Linked DNA regions of Ovis aries: region 2 is linked to region 1. A link is a contact called in public Hi-C data. All regions are on one chromosome and are shown on one strand. The core of a region is the stretch at or near the end of the contact, and the rest is flanking DNA. Distances in the headings are between cores, read along the strand shown. Region 1 overlaps TTC39B (tetratricopeptide repeat domain 39B). Region 2 holds the start of SNAPC3 (small nuclear RNA activating complex polypeptide 3).

Evidence for each region. Hi-C and Micro-C count contacts between places; a contact is called where the count stands out from the background.
Region 2: a contact with region 1 is called in a Hi-C map of hypothalamus, with 2.3 times the contacts expected there. The contact joins the promoter of SNAPC3 here to the enhancer-like site in region 1. A contact is called at or near these places in 2 of 16 Hi-C or Micro-C datasets (hypothalamus and skin fibroblasts).

What each region holds. Positions count from the first base shown.
Region 1 is chr2:83,743,757-83,749,829 of ARS-UI_Ramb_v3.0, reverse strand. TTC39B (tetratricopeptide repeat domain 39B) reads left to right here. Exons shown (of 20, transcript XM_060409504.1): 5 at 2,117-2,248; 6 at 3,422-3,498. Among named protein-coding and RNA genes, the nearest start is that of TTC39B, 99 kb to the left of the region's middle. Within about 2 kb of position 2,534, at least 14 of the 54 cell types and tissues checked have an H3K27ac peak or open chromatin away from gene starts, as enhancers often do. A contact at or near this core is called in hypothalamus, where this site is marked.
Region 2 is chr2:83,923,689-83,929,761 of ARS-UI_Ramb_v3.0, reverse strand. SNAPC3 (small nuclear RNA activating complex polypeptide 3) reads right to left here and starts at 2,569. Exons shown (of 9, transcript XR_009599249.1): 1 at 2,252-2,569; 2 at 1,506-1,583.

The sequences.
Region 1 (6,073 bases), core at 1,285-3,784:
TGATGCCTGACGTTGATAGAACGCACATTCGAATCTTTGAAAGTTCTCAACTTAAAGGTTCGTACGTAGGGGACTTAAAGTAATGTGCCTACCGAGGCCATGGTAATTCTGAGATTTAGATGAGCTGCAATCAGTTAGCATTTCGGAGGTTAGGAACAGACAACAAAATAGATGGTGAAGCCCCTGGCCTAAGGAAGTTGCCCAGTGCTGTCTCCATCCAGCACTCACGTTTTCTCCCTTGCCTGTGGCTACCCTTTCCCCTCCGTCTTCTTTAGTCCTTCAGATCTCTGTCTGTCCTTCAGATCATCTTCTGTCTCTCTCTCCATCTGTCTTCCTCTCTCCCTCCTTCTCTCTCTCTGCCAGTCATTCTCTCCTTATGTCCCCTCTCTTATTCTTCCTGCCTGTCTCCTGTGTTTTTTATTCAAAGTCTCCTTTTTTCCTCCTCCACTGACACGCAGCTGGTCATAATATGGAATGAAATAAACAACATGATCTTATATTTAGTCTAGTTTTATATCCTCTGATCTTTCTGAACGTTTCACTGTTAAACATGTTTTTTTTCCCTCACTCAAATACTTTTTTTTTCCTCTTGGAAGAGCTTTTGGTCTGAAATGTGAGAATTACACAGCATTGTAAATCAGCTATGCGTATGTGCTGCGTGCTAAGCCCCTTCCGTCGTGTCCGACTCTTTGCGACCCCATGGACTGTAGCTACCAGGCTCCTCCGTCCATGGGATTTCCCAGGCAAGAATACTGGAGTGGATTGCCATTTCCTCCTCCAGGGGATCCTCCCGACCCAGGGATCGAACCAAGTCTTCTGTGTCTCCTGCATTGCTTGTGGATTCTTTACCCCTGAGCCCTGTAAATCAACTATACTTCAGTACAGAATTTTTTTTTTTAAAGGTGACGTTTAAAAACTACAATTACTGATTTACATTGGGTTGCTCTTGTTCCTGGCATATTGTTTGTTTGCTTTCTTGAATCAGCAGTGCCCTCACTGAGACTAACTGTAGATTCTGAAAGGATGTTTAGACTCTTGCTGGTGGGGAAGGAATAACATGGATTGTATTTGTTTTGCAGAGCAGCAGTCTCTTGTATATTGTATTTGAATTAAAAACAAAACCACAGATTAATATTGTAAATCTTATAATTAACAAATGAACATAGCTTGATAAGTTTTGAGGAAAGTGATAGTGAGGTTTTCACAGCCTGAGAGTCTGGGTTGTGCCATCCGTTCAGACTAAATGTTCTTAAGAATGGGAATGCATGTAAGAATTAAAGATTTTAAAATTTAAAAAATAAAAAACTAAAATTAAAAAAAAAAAAAGAATTGAAGCAGTTCTTACTGATAATATGAATCATCAAGAACTTTAATCAGGATTCCTAGATAATGAGGTGAGATTTGGTAAGAGGTCTACCGTGAATTTCTATCTGGGCCCTTTGTGGCTGACCTGACTGGTTGCCTAAATCTTGCTTCCTCATGGCCTCTGTCTGGGAGAAGGGAGAGGATGGTTTTAAACAAGCCTTATCTTTCATAATTTCTGTGTCACAAAATATATTTTCAATGGCTTTTATTTTACACTTACTTCAGAGCTAAGGACTGCTTCTTGTACAACTGGGAAAAATTAGGATTGCTTAGAAGCATTTTCTAAGAAATGAATCGGCAGGGTGCCCCCTTGTGCTTAAACAGGGAAAAGCATACGTCCCTTTCTCCTTCAACCTGGCAAGTTTCCTGCTTCCTGCCTTCACTTTCACTTTTCACGTTCATGCATTGGAGAAGGAAATGGCAACCCACTCCAGTGTTCTTGCCTGGAGAATCCCAGGGATAGGGGAGCCTGGTGGGCTGCCGTCTCTGGGGTCACACAGAGTTGGACATGACTGAAGTGACTTAGCAGCAGCAACAGCAGCAGCCTGGACTTGAAAGTCCCCAGTGCTTGAGCTTTTTGGGTCACGTCTTTCGTAGTCCACATTATTCCAGTGGTTGTGGTGCAGGAGTAAAAGTCGTTACTGTGAAAGTCATGCCTTGGATGAACTAGAACTTCTTGTGGTTACTGTCAGATGGGACTTGAATGCTTTTCAGCTGAATTGAAATGCAGTGATTTCCGTGTTCTCCCCAGGGCTAAGGAGAGCATGTACCACGCCTTGGGCTACAGTACCATCGTGGTGTTGCAGGCTGTCATGACCTTCGAGCAACAGGACATCCAAAACGGCATTTCTGCCATGAAGGACGCCTTACAAACCTGCCAAAAGTATGAGCTGAGTAATTAAATACTTGAGATACGCCTAAAAACCTTTCTGTCTGTGTGACAACATGGATGTACTTTGCTTCACTGAGAGCTCTGTTGGAAGTTGGCCATGGTTATAGAAAAGGACTCAGAGCATCAAAGCTTCCTGGCCTCCTGTACTTTTATGAAAGATTAAAAATATTTCCCCCATGATGCTGGTGTGGCTGAGCACATGGCATCTATACCGTACTGTTTTCTTTTTGCTATTTGAGCTACGGAAAAGTGCTGAGGATTTCAGTGGGTTTAGCAGCAAGCATCTCTTGGGGTCCCCCTGGTGGAGAGATTAGGTACTACATGTTGGCCTGGTACTCCGGGCCAACCAAGGAGCATTTTTTATGTGGGAAATGCTGTAAATGCAGAAGCAGGTCTTTTATTTGCCTGAATGGCCATATTTGAACAGTTTTGCTTGGTGAAAATGACATGGAGTTTCAGTTTTATGTGTATTTGAAGCCTCTAGCAGAAGCTGTTAATTAACATTGGTGAATTTTAACACTGAAGTTATGCCCTCTTGTAATTATGTTTCTAGCCCCTCAAATGAAGAGAGTTTCCAAACACTGCAGTCTAACCCCATTTTTAACCAGTGGCGAAGTGACCCTTACCCACAAAAACACTGATTTTAGCCATAGAGATCAGGGAAGGGGCATGACAGAGTTAGTATTGACTGTTGGTTTGGTTTAATCACTAAGTTGTGTCCGACTCTTGGGACCCCATGGACTGTACCCTGGCCGGGCTCCTCTGTGCATGGGGTTCTCCAGGCAAGAATACTGGAGTGGGTTGCCATTTCCTTCTCCAGGGGATCTTCCTGACCCAGGGATTGAACCTGGGTCTCCTGCACTGCAGGCAGTTTACCAACTGAGCTACCAGGGAAGCTCCCGGTATTGACTGTTATATGTAGGTTTGTCCACACACAGAAACATGTTCAGTGAGCTTGGATTAAATGCCCACAGGGTGCCAGTGCTGGGAACTGGGTGTGCAGGTTTCAAAATGGTGGTCTCCGCCCTGCAGACTTTAGGGTTTAGAGTCCTGTTTCTGGTGAACCTTTGGTGTGATTTCAACTGAATTGGTTGTGAAATGAAATGAGCTTGATTTATTCCTTTTTTCTTTCTACTTCTCATCTCTTCTATGTATTCTGTGCAGATACAGGAAGAAATGCACAGTTGTAGAGTCTTTCTCAAGTCTTCTTTCGAGAGGATCTTTGGAACAGCTGACTGAAGGTAAGGGGCATTTAAAAGGTTGGGTATTTTCCTTTCTTTGAAAAATTAAAGCATGGTTATGCTCATAAAATTCAACATATAAGTGAATAATATAAGTAAATGGAATGTCTTTTCCTCTTCCCCATCATTACTTACCCTCTAGAAGTAACCACTGTTAGCAGTTGGTTTTCATGCCTTGCATACTCTTCTCTGTACGTATACAAATATATGCAGAACATATACATAGGATTTTTATAGTAATTCATCATTATTCATTTTTTGCAAGTAGAGAAGCATGTGATACATGTGGTACAATGTGATTTTTGGCATTGACTTTTTCCAGGTCAACACGTATAAATTGTACTTCATTCTGCTTAAGAGCCGTGTAGCATTCATTAGGACAAATACCATAAATTAGTTTTTCTGTATCGAAGGACAGTTATATTGTTTTTTTTTTTTTTTTTTGCTATTAAGAATAATGCTGACCTAAAATTCTTGTACCTATAACTTCATGCCTTTTTGCTAGTATTTCATAGGATAGATTGCTAAAAGTGGAGTTACTGGGACTGAGGGTTTGAAAATAGAAAACATTTATAGATATCACCAGTTTTTCTCTGAAGAATTAGGTCAGTTTATAGTCTTCTCATCCATGTGTGAGAGTTTCTGTTTTTCTAAAAGCTATTAATTTTTTTTCTCAAGGTCAGTAATTTTGATACCTTTAGAATAATGTGATGTTTTACAGCATATAAAATGTTTGGTTTGTAAACATTTAGGACTACTAGAATTCAGGAACGGAGAAGGCAATGGCACCCCACTCCAGTACTCTTGCCTGGAAAATCCCAGGGACGGGGGAGCCTGATGGGCTGCCGTCTATGTGGTTGCACAGAGTCGGACGCGACTGAAGCGACTTAGCAGCAGCTGCAGCAGAATTCAGGAATAGGACTATTAGAATCCAGCATATCTTCGGCATGTTGATCAGATGGCTGGGAGAAACTGACTCCTTTTGCTGTTTCCTTGACGTTCCCACAGAGATTAGGGCAGAGGTTCCATGATGAGTCCTGTTATATTAGCATTATGCTCTAGTCAGAATGGTTTATAAGAAAGGAGCATCGCAATACTCCTGTAGCAGAGAAGATGTCCTTCGAATGTGGCCAGTGTCTAACAAAGCCTCTGTCATCTGAGAAGCACTCAGAGTAGTTCTCTGGAGGAGGTAACACAAAATTGTCAAAGTAGCTGTGGCCAGTTAAGGCAAGAGCAATTCTGGATAATGCTGTCCATCACTCCCAGTGGTCGAGTCTGTGCTAGACACATTTTTTAGTCTTTCACTGTAAAGTTTTCTTTGCTTTGTTAGAAGATTATTATCAACTTGCTACGGACTTTGGAAAACTTGGGCTCATTGTGTGTGTGTGTGTGTGTGTGTGTGTGTGCACACGTGCTCGCGCTCAGTCATCTCTAACTCTTTGTGACCCCGTGGACTGCAGCCTGCCAGGCTCCTCTGTCCTTGGCATTCTCCAGGCAAGAATACTGGAGTTAGTTGCCATTTCCTCCTGCAGAGCATCTTCCTGACCCAGGGATCGAACCCGTGTCTCCTGCGTCTTCTGCACTGGCAGGCGGATTCTTTACTGCTGAGCCACCAGGGAGGCCCATCCTGGATTACCTCCTTTTGATAGACTAGAAACTGAGGATCAGGGAGATTAGACAAACGGTCCAAGGTTACCAGCCTAGCAGAGCGGTGTTCAAACCTGACCTGCCTTTCCCTAAGCCAATTAATTAATTATTAATTAATTATTAATTGTTTAGTTGTTTCCTGTTTCCCACAACTTCCTCTGTTCCGCAAGAAACAGGCATGAAATGTCTTCACATGTGGGTGAAGGAAATGCTGAATTATTTCTGTGTTAAACATCATAAAAATAGGTGATACTGTGTTCTTATCTCTTTATTCTGTCTTTAGGCATGGCATATTTAGAAGTATTAAAAAGTGAACAGTAATAAGATACCACTACACAGTGTCCAGGAGTTGGTGAGGGACAGGGAGACCTGGCATGCTGCAGTCTATGGGGTCGTAAAGAGTCAAACACGACTGAGTGACTCAACACCAGCAACACAGCGTCCAAAATCCAGAACACAGAGGCCAACAAATGTTGGTGAGGATGTGGAGGGACAGGAACACTCATTCGTGGCGGGTCAGAGTGCAAAATAGTGCAGCCACTTTGGAAGACAGTATGACAGTTTCCTTATAAAACTAACAGCTGAAAACTTGTGTTGACACAAAAATCTGCAAAGAAATACTTATGGCAGCTTTATTCAGAATTGCCAAAACTTGACCTTCACTAGGTGAATGGATGAAGTATGGTACATCCAGACAGTCAAATATTATTCAGTGCTGCAAAGAAATGAGCTATCAAGCCATGAAAAGATTCGGGGGAACCTTAAATGCATATTCCTAAGTGAAAGACACCCATCTGAAAAAGGCTACCTACTGTATGATTCTGAGTATATAAGATTCTCGGAAAGGCTGAACTGTGGAGACAGGAAAAAGATCAGTCATTGCCAGGGAATGGGGCGGAGAAATGATTAGGTGGAACACAGAGAGTTT
Region 2 (6,073 bases), core at 1,320-3,819, 180 kb before region 1:
TTTTTAAAAAGAGAGTGACACAATCAGATATGCATTATACAAAAAAAAGAAAAAAATTAAACTAATCAATCAACAACAGTTCAAGGGCACCAAATGGAGCAAAGCAGTACAATAGGCTTAAGGGCAATTCAAAGATGAAGGAGCTGGACTCTGAATGAGTCTTCAAATACTTTAGGAATATTAGAAGTACTCTAGACATTACAAGAGCATCTACTCCCTAAGGGAGACAGACGGGTTGCAGAGATGTGGAAAGGAATCTTAGGGACTCAGAGAAAGAGTAGGGTTCCGCTGGGAGAGGGGCCATGTGCATCCTGAGCCACTGAAAGAGAAAACAGTTGAAAATGTATCAAGAAAGGCAGATTTGGGCTATGCGGAAGGTTTCAAATGAGGAATCTGAGTGAGGAATCTGAAATTTGTCCATAGAGGGGAGGCTGAGCCATTGACAATTTTTCAGCAAATGAGCACACTTAGGTGATAACAAGATGGGTAAGTCGGAAGAAAAGACAGGACCCAGGAAAGATAGGAACCTTTTACAATGCTCCAAGTGTTGCTAATGTAAATATCAGCAACAGGCATAAAAGAAACTGATTTGGCAATTACAAAAAAAAAAAAAACAAGATAGAGTCAAATCACCTGCGTAAATTTTTGAGGGTGACAACAGAAAGGATAGGATAAAGGATGACAACATAGCTGAGATGGTATGAAGTAAGCAGGTTACAAACTGGAAATTACAAGTTTCACTATTACATGCGGCTTCTCTATAACAGTATCATCACAGAGCAGCGTTTCTCAAGATACGGCTGGCAGACCAGAACTGATCTCTGAGCCATCTGTTATCCAATTAGTACAATGAGAGGAAGCATTTAGAAATGATCACACATATGACAGTAATCTTACTGTTGAATTTAGTAATAAAAATTTTGGAGTTCTACTGTGCTCTTTTAACTTCATTTTTCTAGTAATTCATTTTTATCCTATTTTACAAAAGTATAGATCTGACAGAAAATTTTTAAAAAACTTAATCCTTTTACCACACTATCAGAGTATTTAGCTTGCACCCCAAAATCTAAGTGGATTAACTGTACTTTTGTAAACATTTAAAAATAAACACAAATTTGAATACGGAGTAGATATTAGAGGGAATGCATTAACTGTTAATTTTCTTAAGTATAATAATACTTCTCTGATTTAGTAGGAGAATGATACTTTTAGGAGTTAACACTGTTGTATTTAGCCATGAATTAGATCTGCAACTTACTGTAACAGTTAAGCAATAGAAAAAGATACACAGCAGCTACCTCAAACACATACAGCTAAATCAAATAGGGCCGAATGTCAACAGTGGTTGAACTTGGGGGTAGGGAAGAGGGTTGCAAAGAGTAAGCCACGACTGAGCAACTAAGCACACCTATGATAACAATACCATACTGTAAACTTCTGAATAATATAATGTTGAAAAAAATATTTAAATAAGTGGCTTGTAATAAAAGCTAAGTCCTCCATACCCCAAAGTCACCAGGTCAGTATTTTCTGGGATGACTTCTGGATCCTCCCCTTCTTCAAGGCACCTCAGTTTATCAAGGCTAAAACAAAAACAAAGAAAAAAAGCAATCACGCAACCATTTGGGTTGTGTCCCAAATACATCACTGAATAATCACTGAATAATCAGAGAGAGAATTAAAAGCGAATTCTGCGCCGATACTCTATTAATGAAAAGGATACATGGCTGACTGAAATCGGCCAATATTGTTAAATGGAGAAAGAAATCGTTACTGATTTTTATATTTTCATCCAAAATAAGACACTTTGAAGAAAATCTTACTAATGGCATACTCAAAAGATCCCCCAAAGAGACCACAGGCAATCAAGGTTTTAACACTGTTCTGGTGAAATCTCCTTCCAGTCTCATCATTACTAAGGTTCCTCCGTCGTCAAAATGTTTGTCAATGACAGATACACGTCGCTGCTACTCTGACTACTTTCCTATATTAATAAGCACTTTAAAATCTGGTGAAGAGAAAAATTAATCTTTGATGCAGCTGCCTCGTCCCTTCCCTCCAACTAGAAGAAATCTTGCATTCCCCTCGCGGGACTTCTCCCGTTGTTCCGGGAAAGCTTTGATAGGGCGGCCCTTCTACTCCCGGGAGTAAATCACAGGCCCGCCCAAGGATGAGTCCTGGGGGAGCCCAGGAGCAAGGCTGCACCCCGGATGACTCCAAGCAGCAACAGTCTCCTCGGCCCCGCACTCACCCGCACACCGCCCTCAGCTCGGCTGCCGTTTCCAGACTGCAGCCCAGATCGCGGGCCACGGCGGCATCCTCGCAGCCGGAGTCGGTGACTTCTCGGTCCCCCGGCGGCTCCTTCAGCGACAGGTCCCCTTCCCCGCGCAGCCGGCCACGCCACAGCTCCCCGAAGGCGGCCACATGGAAAGCGTGCGTGTTTAGCTCAGGAAGCTCGTACTCTGGAAAGTTGAGGCCACCACTGCTGGGGACCGGGTCCTGCCGGCCATCCATTCCACCGCACGCTGGGTCGCCTCGGCTGTCTTCAGCCATGTTCGCCCCACTCCCTTCCCTGCGAACAGCGGCTGATCAAGGCCTCGCGGGGCGTCTGGGACCTGTAGTTGCGCGTGACTCGGACTGGCGGGGAGCCGCGCTGCACTGGCGCAGCTTTAGACACTACATTTCCCGGCAGGCTCCGAGTCGGACCCGCCCTGGGCCGGGGCACCACAAGTCTCCGCGTGCAGGGTTTGAGCGCATTGTTCTCCGCTTCATTCGCACAGCTGAGCGGTTGCGTCTGTTTGCTGCGGCCAGATTGGCTGGGTTCTCATCCCACACCGTTATGCAGCATCGCTCTCCTACGGAGCAGGGCGGCCCTGACATGCCCTTTGGTCTCGCTGTTGGCTTTTTTCTCGGCCCCAGGGCTCAGGACTTTTCCTTGACTCCTGGGTTCATGAATTGCGCTGGTGCCTCAGTGCCCGAGTCTGAGAGACTTGGGGGTCGAGGGCTGAGGCCCGGGACACAACCAGCTCTCCAGATCCAGTTCCTTTAGAACCTCACCAACGGCCCCATGAGTTTCCCAGGTGGCTCAGTGGTAAAGAATCCGACTGCCTGACAAAGAGAACAGACTTGTGGAGGGGGTGGAGGGAGGAGAGGGAGGACAAATTGGGAGAGTACCATTGAAACATATGTTACCATATGCAAAATAGATAGATAGCCAGTGGGAATTTGCTATATGACACAGGGAGCTCAAACCCCCTGTTCTGTGACAGCCTGGAGCAGTGGGATGAAGTGGAAAGTGGGAGGGAGGTTCAAGTCAGGGGACAGCTGTATACCTGTGACTGAGTCATGTCGATGTATGGTAGAAATCAACACGACATTGTAAAGCAATTATCCTCCAATTAAAAAGAATACAGATGGCTGTTGAAAAACAAAAATCCACTTGCCAGTGTAGGGGAGAACTCCAACAACACCCTTTCCAGGCAGGTATTTATCAGCCCCATTGTGCTATTTGAGGAAGGAGTTAGCTACTAGTTAACAGAAGCAAGGTCAGAATCGTTGGCCTTTTATCTATAAATTAAAAAAACCTCTCCCTCCATATTTAGGACTTAAGGAGGTAGCCAGTACCCTAGACAAAGCTTGTGACAACCACTGAAATAGTTAGGTGGGGCGGGCGGGGCTGGCCGAGGCAGGGGTTGGGGGTGGGGGTGGGGACCAAGGGTTTAAGTAAACAAAAACAGAAAACAGACAGAAACTGGATGACTTGGAATAAACTTGCCATGATGTAAGCCCGTGATTTCTTTAATTTTTAGCTAGTTTGAGTTGAATTCTTGCAATCTGAGTACAGTTAGTCTTTTCAGGGCCTGTAAACCTTGATCCAAATCCCTTTATTCCAGAGAATGAGGTTACAGTTTCAGGTAGAAGAACTCTAACATATATTCGGGAATTCAGTAACATTTTCTCTGAAGTGGTGGAGCCTTCCCAAAGGACTCGATTTTCATAAACCCCCTCCCACAACTAGAGATCCCTGGTTTGGGAAGATGCCCTGGAGAAGGTAAAGGCTACCCACTCCAGCATTCTGGCCTGGAGAATTCCATAGACTGTATAGTCCATGAGGTCTCAAAGCGTCGGACACGACTGAGCAACTTTCACAACTCAAGAAGATGGGCTAGAGGAGGGCGGCACAGGCATATGTGGTCATAAAGCTGTACCTTCCTGCAGTTCTCCTAAGGAAAACTTGAAAGTCATTTGCTTTCCTAAAACTGCCTGCTCCCCTTTCCCTTATCGTGTTAAGATAGTACAAAAGTCCAAGTTCTAACTGCCTCCTAGAGTCACATTTTTCTGTGAACTCTTGTTAATTGTAATTCACAGGCCCCAAATGACAATATAAGAGTTTAGAAAAAGTTTTTTTCTCTGATAACACAGCTGGGACAAAGGCAGCTTCTGGCCCTGTAGCAAATTTGGCAGAAAATGGGACTATTGTTAGACCTAACACTGCTACTGCTAAGTCACTTAAGTCGTGTCCGACTCTGTGCGACCCCACAGACGGCAGCCCACCAGGCTCCCCCATCCCTGGGATTCTCCAGGCAAGAACAGTGGAGTGGGCTGCCATTGCCTTCTCCAATGCATGAAAATGAAAAGTGAAAGTGAGGTCGCTCAGTCGTGTCCGACCCTCAGCGACCCCATGGATTGCAGCCTTCCAGGCTCCTCCGTCCATGGGATTTTCCAGGCAAGAGTACTGGAGTAGGGTGCCACTGCCTTCTCCAGACGTAACACTAGGACCAGACAAAAGCAGAAAGGAAGTATAAAGATTCTACCATGGCAGGAAAGAGTTCTTATAAATCTGGGTGAGCTTTGTATGATTTCTGATAGAGAAAAACAGAAACAAAAAAAACTAAGGTTTCCCAATTGTGGATATTGAAACCAACAACTGAGTTGCGATGGTGGCATTAGATGAGAAGGAAAATGGCGATCCACTCCAGTATTCTTGTCTGGGAAATCCTACAGACAGAGGAGCCTGGTGGGCTACAAGTTCATGGGGTCATAAAAAAGTTGAGAGATGGGATAGTGGTAGCATAAACCAAAATCATGGCTCTTGGTTGAAACGTAGGAATAGGGAGACATGAGCTCTCAAAGTTTGAGCATCAGTTTCCTCACTTGAATGGTGTCACCGCTGATTTTTGAAATAGAAGTTTTATTGGAACACAGTCATGTTTATTTGATTTCATATAGTTTATGACTGTTTTTGCATTACGACAGCAGAATTTAGTAGTTTCAGGAGACTGGTCTGAAAAGCCTGAAATATTTACTATCTGGCCCTTTATAGGTGTTAACTAGACTTACTGTGTGATCATTTCACAATATATACAAATACTGATTCATTATGTTGTACATCTGAAACTAGTGCATTATATCTCAATAAAAATAAAAAATATGTAATTATAATAAAAATGTTTGCTGACTCCTTTTTTAGATGGTGATGTGCTTCTTTTCTGGAGAAGGCAATGGCACCCCACTCCACTACTTTTGCCTGGAAAATCCCATGGACAGGGGAGCCTGGTAGGCTGCAGTCCATGGGGTCGCTAGGAGTTGGACACGACTGAGCGACTTCACTTTCACTTTTCACTTTCATGCATTGGAGAAGGAAATGGCAACCCACTCCAGTGTTTTGCCTGGAGAATCCCAGGGACGGGGGAGCTTGGTGGGCTGCCATCTATGGGGTCGCACAGAGTTGGACACGACTGAAGCGACTTAGCAGCAGCAGTGCTTCTTTTCAAAATTTATTTTATTGAAGTATAGTTGTTTTGCAAGATTGCATTTATTTCTGTTGTACAGCAAAGTGATTCAGTTATACATATATATATTCTTTTTCATATTCTTTTCTGTTATGGCTTAGTACAGGATATTGAATATAGTTCCCTTGTTTATCCAGTCTACATATACATGTACTAATCCCAAACTCCCAATCCATTCCTCCCCCAACTTCTTGGCAACCACACGTCTGTTCTCCATGTTGCTTATTTCTCTAAGAATAGAGGTCTTATGGAAATCCAAAACATGAACTCAAGTGTTGATG